Regions from separate parts of the Zea mays genome. Here region 2 is linked to region 1. The links are chromatin contacts, called in public Hi-C maps. All regions are on one chromosome and are shown on one strand. The core of a region is the stretch at or near the end of the contact, and the rest is flanking DNA. Distances in the headings are between cores, read along the strand shown. Region 1 holds the start of LOC100304255 (RING/U-box superfamily protein). Region 2 has its middle 91 kb from the start of LOC100304255.

Region 1 (6,600 bases), core at 1,200-3,699:
GAATTGGAATGTCCTGCCAAAATCTGTCAGAAACTGAAGTCAGAGTGTAACGAGCATGCAAACCCATCAAGAAATAAAACAAAAACAGTGAAGATGTCATAGGTCCATCAATGTAGCATGATAGAACCAATCTACTCTCTCTCTCTCTCTCAACTATCTTTGACTTATGCTATTTTTTCGGACAAGGCTAATCTTACCTGTATTGTTGAGCTGCTCTCTGCTGAGCAGCATTTGCTACCCGCCTGTTTGCAGTTTGAGTTGGTATTCTCAGTAACATCACTGGCAGATTCTGAACTTCTTGTTTACAGACATCACATATCTTGTTTCCCTTGATGCTAAACCATTTGACAGCACAGTCTTGGTGTGCAAGTGCAAGTTCTCCTTTGCAGCTGCACTCCATTTTAAGTGTTTCACCTCCTTCGTTGAGTTCAACAAAACAAATTCTGCAGACTGCCTCTTCTTCAGGAATATCTTCGCCTCCATCTTCAGGGACTGTCAGGTACTCAACAATGCACTTACATGAGCCATGGTGCTTTTATGAAGCAAGATTCAATTTGGGTAGTTATCATAGTACTATAGAGGACTGTAAGAGTTTATACCATCGATTGTTTCTTCAATTATATCGCTTGATGTGGTTGCTTCGACTGGGACAGGTCTTGGGGTTGTTGGAATCACACGGATGACACCTAATGAATCTGCCCTCCTCAAACTTCTGTTTTTGCGATTTCCAGGTACTGAAAGTGAGCGCCTAATTTTTGCTTCAACTCCTTCATTCTGCTAGTAGTGTAAATAAAATCTTAATGCACTGGTAGTAGACTATTTATGGGCACAGCTTAGCAGAAAAAATATATGTACTTACAGTTGTAGTTGGCAGGGTATCTAATTGATTTGGAGGAGATGCAGCCTTGTCAGTAGTTCCTACAGGCGTTACTGGAAGAGAATGGGTCCTTTTTGCCGATAATGAGTTAATGACCTTTCTAAAAGAAAATGATCTTGCTGTGCTTGGATTATCCTGCTGCCCTTCAGATGACGTCCCAGGATTTAGAAGGACCACTCGATCACCTTCCTGGGCTGAACTCCTTGCTCTGAAACTGTGCTGAGGATTCATGTTCTTGATAGATGATTTTGTTCTCGTCGAATTAGGTCTCGGTGGCAAACCCACTCTCGTTGAACTGGGGCTGCAGGATATAGTAACTCTTGTCGATGAAGGTATATTGGTATCCAAGGTCCTAGCTGGTATTTGCAAAGAAAGGTTTGGCCTTCGCGAATTATGCCCAGGTGTAGTTTGGCCATTGCCATCCTGAACCGGTGCCTACACAGTCAAGTAAACAATACATCCAGAAACCATGGTCAAATAAACCAGATAAAGCTTGGTAAATGAGTGACGCAAAAAAGAGGAACCCCCATCACTTCCATGAAAGAGGGGCTTCATTTACCCATGATACCTCATCAAGCTTTATGAACAAATGGAGTGACAATATCCCGTATGTCCGCCGGAGTCTAAATTTACATGTCGACAAAAGAAAGTAAACTCAAAAGGAACGAAACTGAAACAGGCCATTAAATCCTCTTTTGATTTCCCCAATTCTATTCATAATGTCTGGCCGCGGCACAATCACATGGACATGCCGTAAATTAAAAATGCTAGTTCTTTAAGGTGTAACCTAGAGAATTCATGCGGTATAAGATTCTGAATCTGGCCTGGTATTACATTACTCAGAAGACGTTGAGCTAAATATGCACGCAATTGAATTCTACAGCTATACTTGTGGTGACATAATCACAGAGTTACCCAGTACACGGAAATAAAGAAAACTGATACAATACAGCAGTTTCATCAGAAAGGTAAAGGGCCTCAAAATAGAATCTAATCCAATTTTAGCTCATGTGACATGTGACACAGTGGTAGTACAAGGAGTCCAGTTAGGAAAAGAAGAGCAATTAATCACTGCCGAGGGAAAACTGCCGGATGAAGCAAAGCAGGAAATATTCGATCTTCTGGTCCTAATCTAGTTTGCCAAAAAATAAAAATAAAAAGAAAACCGAAGCGCAAAAGAGCAGAACAAAGATTCTCCCAGCTCAGCCACAATTCACCAGCAAAGGTCGCATCTTTGGAGTTGTAGCTAATCTAAGATCCAATTTAAATCCAATCAGATGAGAACAAGTAGGTGGTAATCGGTGGCGCGTAGTCTTCGCACGGGAATCAAGAAATTGGCAGAGCATGAGCCAAAACTGTACGAGAAATGGAGGGGGCAAATCTCAGGGGAGTAGGGCAAAGCAGGGCGTACGAATCTCACCGCTCGATCACCGGAGTACGGGGACGGTCCCTCGGCGCTCTCCATGAAGGATTCGATGAGCTCGAGGAAGAGCCGCAAGAATCCAGGGAGGGTGGGCAAGTGGTGTCGAAGTTCTTGGGCAGCAGCTCAGGGGAAGCGGTCCGGGAGCTGAAGGGCGCTTTTGCAAAGGCCAGTTTGTTGCCCGGGTCCATACTTTATCCTATTTACACCCTCCGTCTTAAAACAGTTGATATTGCAGATTTTCGAAAAATCAATTATTTTAAATTTTAACCATCTCTATTATATAAAGCATCGGTTTCATGGCCGTCCCGCGTCACCATTTTTCTTCCTGCTTAATAAAAAATGGAATAAAATTATACACAAATAAGAATTGAACTTTGATTGTTAAGACAACTTATATAATATACAAAAACTGTAGTAATGCATGGACTTATATACATATATATACACACACGTGCACATATCAATATTTATTTATAGTGCATAGTTAGTATTATTAGATAGATCTTTAAATTTTGTGTATAAATTTATATAGAGATATAAATGTTGCTAATAGTTTTTTTTATAAATCTAGTCAAATTTAGAAAATTTGGACCTATATAAATATTATAGCAATAACTATTGTAGAACAAAGTGAGTAGTCCTCTAGAGGTGAAGGAATGGTTAGATATTTGGAGGGATATCTAAAGGGAAAAATATTTGGTGGAAGACCACCTTAGTCCAGTTTGAACTCTTCTTTTACCTCCATTTTTTCCTGGACTATGAGACTAGACATTCACCCCAAATACCACTCGTTTTGAAAACGATTCAAACTTTGCCTTCATCTTCCATTCCACCATTACTAGATTTCTTTAGATTGGTTGAAATCGAGTTTTTTCTAACTTTGAGCAATATTTTTAACATATACATTGTAGACTAATGCACTATTAAGAAGTAAGTCAACGGGTCTTACAGAACTAACATGTTATTGATGTTGGTATATTTTCATATAAATTTGGTTAAGGTTTTAAAAAATAACTTTGAAAATATAAATGGCCTATATTTTAAAAGGAGGAAACATAATGTTGTTGGGGTTGAGCTCGTTCGAGTCGGTCAAGAGACTGAGTCGGACACTATCTCGCACTTTTATCGGGGTGCAACAATCTTATGGTTGTGATTCCTTACATACTGCATATATAAACAAAGAAGGTTGGCATATGAACCAACGTTCATTGTAGCCTCCTCTCTTATACAACACCTGTGTCACACCCGGATTTCGGGGGCACTAAGATCCGGGCGTGAACATAATCACCAAGTGTGTTGGGACCAAGTCTCACACATATGATAAATCATGGTACAGAAACGAATGTCACATCATTTATATATAATAGAGTCCTGTACAAAATAGTTAAATAATTATATCATATAAAGACAGCGATCCGGCAACCCAAAGTTGACTGGGAGACGGCGGCCTAGACCTCTCACGAACTCATCATAGCATCCTCCATACGCATCATCCTGTGGTACCTGTTCTTGACCTGTGGGAGTGTGAGACAGCAAGGGTGAGCTCACATACGTTCATCGCTCAACAAGTTGTGGGGAATAATGTGCATGAACTCGCCAAAGGTGGGAGCTCATGTGAAGTGTAAGGCTTACCAAAGAGGATGGCTAAAGCTGAGTATTGCTTTTAAAGTTGGTCAAAAATTTATTAGCAGTTACTAAGTGTAAGTAGATACCAACCCAAATAAGTAATAGATCAAAATTGGTAACAACACCCGCGATGCAATGCATATGACAAATTAAGTTTGGTTCCATAAATTAATCATGTGAGGGTCCGAGCCGCTCATGACCGTGAGCACGGCTAATATACCAGTTTTACACTCTTCAGAGGTTGCACATCTTTACCCACAAGTCATGTTACACATCTGTCAAGGGGTCATGAATCCCATACACCTCTACCAAGGAAGCGAGGAAGGGTAACACTACGAGGCCTTTACAAAGTTCCACTAGCTTCAGAAAACCTGCTACAGTTTCTAGGAAGTCCTAATACAGGGATCCCTCGTCTGACCGCCATCGCAGCAAAATCAACCCGAGGATCTCCCTACACTAACCACTCCCCTACTGCCCTTGCCCCTTTCGGGTAAGGTAGTCCTCCACTAACTTTCCTAATTAGTCAGCCAAGGGCGTCCCATACCACCCTTGTGGTAGCACTATTTTCCCGGGTGGTTCCCCATGTTCCAATTAACAATATAATCTTATCATGAAAAATAATTAAACAACAACATAATTGGAACATGATCATAATGAAACATTAGTTTCCAAAACCAGATAGATAAATAGCAAAACTACCCAATAATTCATCTGTTTGCAAGGTAGGGGATAAACAATGCTAGGGAAACCTATTAGGTCCCATCAAATTAACTTGAACATGTCACAGTGATTAATAGTGAACATTATTAGGTAAAAAGGAGTGGTCAAGGGCATAACTTGCCTGAGACTCAAGATTCCAGGTACCAGGATGATCTTCAGATTCTCGTGATCTCACCGCTATTCGCAACCATACAAACAAACATGGTACAGGAAAAAATAACATTACACCAAACATAAGCACAAGATGCATAATCATAATCTACGCATTGCTACGAGATCGTGGGTTTGAGAACTACTAAATTCGGAGTTACCGTCAAAGAGTTATGATTTTATGAAGTTTCTAGTGATAGATATACAACCAATTGAGTGCATCATTTTAGCCATAGGTTTCATGATAAAATAAGGTTACTAGATGAAGAACAAGATTAGTACAAGATTAATGCAACTGGAACGGATCAATTCGAAGTTACAATGAATTAAACAAGTTTCTGACATTATTTTTATACAAAAAATCATTTTCTAAATTAATTCTTACCAATTAACCGAGACCAAGGTATTTGGCCTCAATTTTAAATAAGTTCTGGGTCACTTTTGTAAATGCTAGGACCCCACAGTAATGATTTTACCCATAACCTGGACGGCGGGTTGTTTTCCATGTTCTTCAGGGTCTCTTTCACAAAACACGCTAGCCGAAGGGGTATGGCAAACTGTGTGCCGTCAGATCGAGAATCAGGGGCTCGGATTAGAAGACCACACATCTGAACCGGTACGGACTTAGGACCGTTCGATCCCGATCTGACGCCCTTGCTTAGATCACCCGAATCATTACCCCGCGCCAAATCTCATTCGTCCATCCGAAAACCGATGGCCGAGGTATCCCCATCCATGGATCTAATCTTGGCCACTACATTAAAGATCGACGGTGCTGGTGCTTCTTCTCCCCCCAACAAGTCTGCGGCAACCGCGACATTAGCCACGACGGCGGCAACATCGGTGAACCCTAGTTCTTCGCCTAGGGACACTATCCCCGAGCCCGCTAGCGTTGATGTGATGCAGACATGATGATGAAAACGAGGATGGATGACTTACCGGTAGTGGCGCCGAAGACCCCCCCCCGGCCACGGAACCAGACAATCCGCGGCGAAACCCAGTCGACAACGAGCAATTCACCCTCACCCGATGAAGGTCTCGGATCAATACGACGATGCACACCATGCGCGAGCACACACGAAGCTCCCACACCACCTGTCGGGACCAGAATGACGGCGTAGAACCAAATTGCCAGCGACGGCAGATAGCCCTCCACCAATGTCGACAATGGCGCCCACCACCCAGGTGCATTCAAGTGCGTCAGGGGCGTGGGGCATCGGCATTTATATGCCCAGCCAGAGGACCAGATGGCCCCGGGCAATAGCTTGGCGAGATCCGCGCGAGCAACGGAGTTCCCGGTTCCGAGTCCGACGCCGCGCGCTGTGGGAGATAACCTGGCCAGTAGGTCCTATGCGCCAGCGACTGAGACGGAGTGGTCTGTGCGCCTGTTTGACCGACGGATGGGGCCCCCATGTCGACGCCAGGGAGTGAGTTGTGCACGCGCGAGACAAGAGGTGGCAATGCGGCCCCATCAGTCAGCAAGCGCGAGCGTATAGGGGAGATGGGCTGCACGGAGAAAGTTAATGGGCCAAACGCAGTTCCGCCCAAGCAGTTTACTCTCTTCTTTTTCTATTTCTTTTTATTTTCCAATTCAAATTTCAAAGGTTTAAATTCAATTTAAACTCTTGTTTTGAACTCAAGATTTCCAATTGTCTAATACCATCCTAATGGGAATATAAACTATACTGTTTACAATTTTATTCTTCTTTCCTTATTTAATTCTAGCAATAATAGATGATTCTATTACAAATTTCTTTTCTCATTTTCTATTTTATGTTTTCATTTAAAATTTTGAGGTCAAGTT
Region 2 (6,600 bases), core at 2,587-5,086, 91 kb after region 1:
GCTCTCAACCTCCTACGGAAGCAAGGGAACGTCAGCAGGATCCATGCCGCACAGCCAGCTGTGCTTCCACAGGGCTCAAGGCACTTCTCCGACGGCCACGTTAGCGCATGTACAGGGCTCAAGGTGCTTCTCCGCCAGCCACGTTAGCACATAGCTACACCCCCATTGTACAGCTGGGCATCTCCTTGTATCTATAAAAGGGGATGTCCAGGGCCTCCCTGGGGGGGACGGGAACACATAGAGGTGGAGGTTCACGTTGACACACAGACACGTTGACAACGGGGCCTCTCTCTCTCTCGCTCTCGCCCTCGCTCTCTCGCGACGCTTGTAACCCCTACTACGAGCACCCCAGTGCAGGATAACATAAGCCTCATTTCCCTCTTGTGTTCCATCTTGCATCAACCCATCTGGGCAGGGGCACGCAACAACAAATTCACTGGTTGGTTGATGGACCTCGCGGGTCCGAAACGCCGACAGATTATGAAGAGGAGATGAGCATGGTACACCTTTACTATTATTTACGCATGGAAAGCTTCAATCTTTGTTGGAATATGTGTGGTGAATTATTTTTCAATGATGGGTAAGTTTTGGGTCATTGTGTATTGTAGTTACCAGTATAATTATATCTTTTTGTGTATTGTTAGTTACTAGTGTGCAAACACCTTTTTCTTTGTTATTGCGTAAGATGAATTTTGCATAATTGAAGGGTTTGGGGTTTGTTGTCAATTGTAAAGTAATAATGTGAATGACAATGGGCCTCAGACCCTCCATCCTCCAAGAGGCACTAAAATAAGTGCGTGATGTTCAATATACCTGAGGCATGTCAAATGCTCTTTGCTTGACAGTCAAATTATTATGAGTTGTCATTAGAGAAATGATGTCACACTTGCATAAAATATGTAGCAAATTTGATGAGACCACATAGAGGTTTTCCCAATGTTTTTAAATTTTATTTTGTTTCTTAGTGGAAGCACAAATGAGATTTTCTCTATAGCCATTTTATATGTGTTGGCGCCGATCTGGGCAGCGCCAATCACTAGGGGTGTACCGCCTGGTGGTGCCCTCTGCGGCGACGCGAATGGTCCACGACTCTGGGCTGGACGGTCCACAACCTGGACGCAGGAGCGACGCCTTCCCTGCGTCGCACAGAACGGTCCGCGCTCTGAGTCGGACGGTCCGCGATGGCGTAGGGTCATCTTCCTCCTCACTGTAATCTAGATCTCACCCCCTAGGAGAGATCTTAGGGCGCTCCGGGTCGATAGGTCACCCGGGGCGTCCCTAGACGACGTAGAGTCGCATAGAAATTAAGAGTCCAATTCGAAGAAGAGATTTTGAGTGGACAACTAAATCTTGCCCCCTGGAGAGGTAAGATTCTAGGATCGTCTTGGGATCGGCAGGCCACCCAAGACAGATCTAGACGATGTAGAGTCAAATAGGGGTGGAGGTGGATATGCGGAAAACTACAATTAAGGCTAGTCTACATCTACTCCTAGGGCAGGAATGATAAAGAAAGTAATTAGTTCGATTGGAATGTGTTCGGGAGTTCTCAATCGGCCGTATCCCTTCATATATATAAGGGAGGTCTGGACCCATTCTTAGGCGATAGCTAACAAACCACACGTGATTAGATGGATAACGACGCACGAGATAAAGGATAATCATCCGAGTTAATCTGATCACGGGGCGCGGACCGCCCGGACTCTAGGGCTAGACCATCGCCACTTTTGGTGTTCACACATGCCCCTTGCCTTTTGGTGGAGCTTGGCAAACCAAAAGCATCAGCGAAAACTTCAAAAATAATTGACCTCATGAGTTATTTTTGTTCATAAAGTAAGGACTCAGCTCGATGCAAGTCATCGGCTCTTATGATTAAATAATATAAATATTTGACATAACTTTGATGCATAGAGGCTATTTCGGATTGCATCATCATCAGCCATGTCTGCCTGATCAACATGTCAATAGGCAAAAACTTGTGGTGCCCCCAGCCCGAATAAGCAAACGGATTGAGCTAGCAATATAGATTCATCGTCGTACCACCCCACATTCGAGTAGTACAACACATCGACGATGGCTAGAACGGGAAGCACCATGCATCCTTGAAAGAGGGTGACTAGACAATCTTCGCTGCGCTATCTTTTGGGCCGGTTTAGTTGGCCTCTGCTTTCGCACAGATCACCCTTTCGACTTTGTTTGTTTTATTGGCCGGTTGTGTAGAACGACCTTCTTCTTCATATATTTAGCAAGCAGCTGATCAAAAGTAGAGCTGACTCTGCTGAGTCGACCAGACGTCTTGGAATGTTTTGCTTCCTAATATTTGCTTTGGAACGTTGTGGTCCCACGGTCTGAGGTTGTTGTTGCTTCTGGTTGTCTGCGGACCGTCCGACCTTCATAGCCGGACTATCCGCGCCTTTCCTAGACTGTCCGGCCTTAGTACCCGGACCGTCCGGCGTCACATGACAGGTGACCGTGATCGGGTGTCCGACCGTGCTCCCCCCCACCCCTAGTGCCTCCGGTCTTCCTTTTGTTCGGAGCCTTCTGAGTAACCACCCTACGTGATATATTTGGCGTGCGAGGATCACCAATGACGATATTTTTATCTTTGCTTTTATCGGTCGCACATGGCCGAACTAAGATTTTTTTTGCTCGTCGGGTCTAATGTGGTGACAGGGACATGTGGCCTATCAATCTTCACCTCCTTTTGAAATCTCAACCGGCCTTCGTTTATAGCCGATTGTATTTGGCGACAGAAGACAACACAATCACTGATGTTACGGAGAAAGGAGCCATGCCATTTAGTCAACAACTCAACATTAGACAAGTTGTAATGTGATTTAATTAGCACAGCAACCAAAACAAGAGGGTCTTGCATGGGGCAGGGCAGACTTATCTAAGCTGGGTTGTTCTTAGGACGGAGAAGTGAACCAAGCACAACCATATATAATAACCTTGTGACCATATAGTGCGCGTCGCCACTATATATAGGGACTTATCAATACTGACCTGACCTCAGTGCTTCGAAAAGACTCCTTGGAAAATGGCTCCAGCATTTTGGTGACCTGATCTACTGCTACGTACGTACGTACTGTAGTACTCTGTTGCTAAAGGAGACATCATGGAGCAATATGTCTGAAATTAAAGCAAGTTGCTGCAGAGTCGGAAACGACGACCATGCATGATGGAGTGTGTGGAATCTGACTCACACTCGATTATCGCCAGCTTCTTAAGGCTGAGGTCACAAGGACATATACATATACATGAACATGCAAATTCAAAATTATAGATGGCGAGATAGACAGACGGATGATCTGCGTAACACTAACAACTAATCTACGCAGCTAGCTAGCTATGCATGGTACTACCTTTATATATACATCTGTCGACGACCTTTTTTTTTTTTTTTGGCTAGATATGCTCATATGCAAGTGACGACGATAGATGGGCTAGCGGTGTGGGGAGTTAAGGCAGTGGATGCCGGCCGTCTATAATCACGTCATGTTGGTATGGTATGTACCTGGGAAGCAGAGGATTGTCTGAATGAAAGACGTTACGGGGGGAAAGCTCCATTTCCACTCAAATGTTCCAACAGATAGATTTGGAGGGATGGGTGTTGAGTTATATCCACACAACGAACCCCTACCTACGACGAGTGACGACAGGGTCCGTTTCCGTATACATTGTATGTAGTATACAGAGCTGATGGCATCTTGTACGCACGCACATATGACACGAACAAGCTCGTACGTACGTACGTACGCCATGTGTGGGGCGCTCGCCTCGCTCTCGTCGTAGATGACACGCCGCACCGCAGCAGCAACAACACATGTATTTTGTTTTATGACAATGTGACGGTGGACTAGTGGTTTATTTCTGTTATAAACGGTGGCCTCAAAGCTAGCCCTCACCCGTCGTGGCCTGGACCGCGAAGCCCATCTGATACTAGCACCGCGCGACGGGTATCTCTCTTTTCTTTTTGGCCTGTTTAGTTTAGCTTTTTTCTGATCAGCTTTTCTGAAAATTTGGCTGTGAGGAGAATCTGACTGTGGGAAGAATCTGATTATCATTACAGTTACATGTGGAGGAAGATAAAGTTATTCATAGGACTTAGGATCTAGAAAGTGACGGATTCCTATTATTACAACGACTCAACCAATTATGTGTTCATGTTGATTTTGGATGGTTTTTGTCCCAACGAATTTTATAGAAGCTGGCTGAAAAGCTGAGCGTTTGGCAGTCTGCAGCAGCTTTTGGTGGCCAGAAGCTGTCAGAAGCCGAAACAAACGGGGCCTTTATATGTAAAAACAATCGAAAACTACAATTTTATATTTTCTCGGTTCTAAAATAAAATTTGTTTTAACTTTTTAGAGGATTCATACAATACTTAGTATATGTAATATATATATATATATATACATTTATAATCATATAGTTGAATATAGACATAAAAATCAAGCAAATGCTATTTTGGAACAGATGAAGTATTAAACTTCAATAAATTATAGTTATGTGTGCCTACCGTCTGGTTGGTGCGGCAAAGGTCTAAGGGTTGATTTGGTGACCAAGGATCACAGAGACTAAAGGGGATTAAAGGGAAATTAGTTTATTTTTCCATCAATCCTATCTAATCCTCTGTGATCCCCTTGTCACCAAATCAACCCTAAATATTTTTTTATAGATGGGCCTCCACTGTCTGTAACAGGTTCTAGTTTGCATTATATCTATATAAATTTATTCTGCATTTTAGGGTTTTATTTTTAAGATGCATTGTTTGATCGTGTACGTTTGTTTAATTTGGAATCAATTTAGGGGTGAGAACAATGGAGACAGGCTAAACCCTGCCTCTTTTGTATTCTGCTAAGTCTAGGTATTTTACATTTACACCATGTCTAGCAGTCTATCTGTAGTTTACCCAAAATACTGTTTTGCATTGTTCGCATAGTGAAGTTTGAATATGATTATGGAGATGAGGTAAACTACTGGAGATAATCTTAGTATTCAGTAGATTTGCTTGAGTACTCTATATTTTTTTAGTTCTTGTTTTAGCATTTCATGTGATATAGAACAGTAAATTATGAAAAATATATATGTATTAAATGTTTGCAACACATAATTAGGTGCAGGGTTTTTAAACAAAGTATGGTTGGATCATCCATTCCACCAATCACATGGATCTCGATGAGGGTTGTTTCAGCTTTGGGTATATCGTTGGATGTTGTTAGGGGGGAAAAGTATGACCCTCTTTAGAAAAGGTATCTCATAAAAGCAGTCTCAAAGTTGAATGCAATGTTTATATTCAGTGCTAGTCCATCTAGTCAAGTATTGACCACATAAGCTTTAAGAGCTCCTGATTGAGTACCGTGGACGATATCAAAGGATTTGCGTAATCGCTGACTTTCCTTATTGTTGTTTTCTTGAGAGGGCATGTAAGCTATTTATGTTCCAAGCAAACTATGAAAAATAAATCAAGGTACATCACCATTCCTTATTAAATATGCTCTTTTATTTAAATTCCCCAACTTCTTGTAATGGTGCTGCAGTGTAGAACAATCTTGAAGATACAGAGTTCATCAACCTAGAAATCCCTAACTTCAATGTATATGTTGTTTGGTGGTGGTGTGCTACATGGTAGAAGAAAACATCGTCGGCCATTGTGGTGACCTTTTCATGGGAGATCATGGGTGGATACGAAAAAAGCGGGCATTGTAGCGAGCTCATCTAGAGGAAACAAAAATATACACAACAACACTAATGTGACAACTGACTACAATGATGACATTGATTCTACGCCATTGCCCCCTCGCCTTCCACCCCTAATATGACAGCTGAGGACTATAATGTTGATGATGATTTTATGCCAATGCCCTTAACATCCAACCCCCAATGTGACAACTGATGACAAAAATGATGACGATAATTATGCCAATGACCCTCGCCATCCACCCCCTAATATGATAGCCGAGGACTACAATGACGACGATGATTTTATGCCAATACCCCCTCAACATCCACCCCTAATATGACAGTTGAGGACTACAATGACAATGATGAATTTATGCCAATGTCCCCTCACCATCCGCCGCTATCTCCAAAGAAATCAAATTTAAAATGGTTATGAATATAAAAATATCACTTAGCTCGTTTCATCTTTTATCTAAACATGTGTTTTCCGCTTACCACAAACTTTCGCTTTTAATTGGTGTCAACCAAAATAAGCCTTGTAGGGACAATTTTATCTTTTGAGGTGGCTTAAAAAAGAAAAACAACATAAAGAATAAAAAACATTGAATAAAAAAATTAACGTATCTAAATTTATATATGTTTAAGAATTTGAAATGCTTGTGGATCGAGGGTTAAAAGAAATGAGATGTACGGATTTAACTGCCATTAAGAAAGGCTTAGAACAACTTCAAAAACATATATTCTTCCTACAAGTGATTTGTAGAAAGAGAGACTTTACTAAAAAATCTATCCAACAATGTCTTTAATTAAATCTCTAAAGCAGATAATTAGCAGCTAAAATGTTTAGAACATGTGAGCTAATTGACTAACTAATTGTTAGCTATACCCTAAATAGTCATTAGTTGTTAGCTGCTCTACCTC

Evidence for each region. Hi-C and Micro-C count contacts between places; a contact is called where the count stands out from the background.
Region 2: a contact with region 1 is called in a Hi-C map of endosperm, with 5 times the contacts expected there. The contact joins the enhancer-like site here to the promoter of LOC100304255 in region 1. A contact is called at or near these places in 7 of 25 Hi-C or Micro-C datasets (bundle sheath, ear, endosperm and 2 more).

Annotation. Positions count from the first base shown.
Region 1 is chr5:44,149,079-44,155,678 of Zm-B73-REFERENCE-NAM-5.0, forward strand. It overlaps LOC100304255 (RING/U-box superfamily protein), which reads right to left and starts at 2,450. Exons shown (of 9, transcript NM_001165698.1): 1 at 2,298-2,450; 2 at 860-1,312; 3 at 600-774; 4 at 198-492; 5 at 1-23. The coding sequence starts at 2,342.
Region 2 is chr5:44,238,870-44,245,469 of Zm-B73-REFERENCE-NAM-5.0, forward strand. No RefSeq gene overlaps it. Among protein-coding and RNA genes, the nearest start is that of LOC100304255, 91 kb to the left of the region's middle. Within about 2 kb of position 3,837, at least 4 of the 20 cell types and tissues checked have an H3K27ac peak or open chromatin away from gene starts, as enhancers often do. A contact at or near this core is called in endosperm, where this site is marked.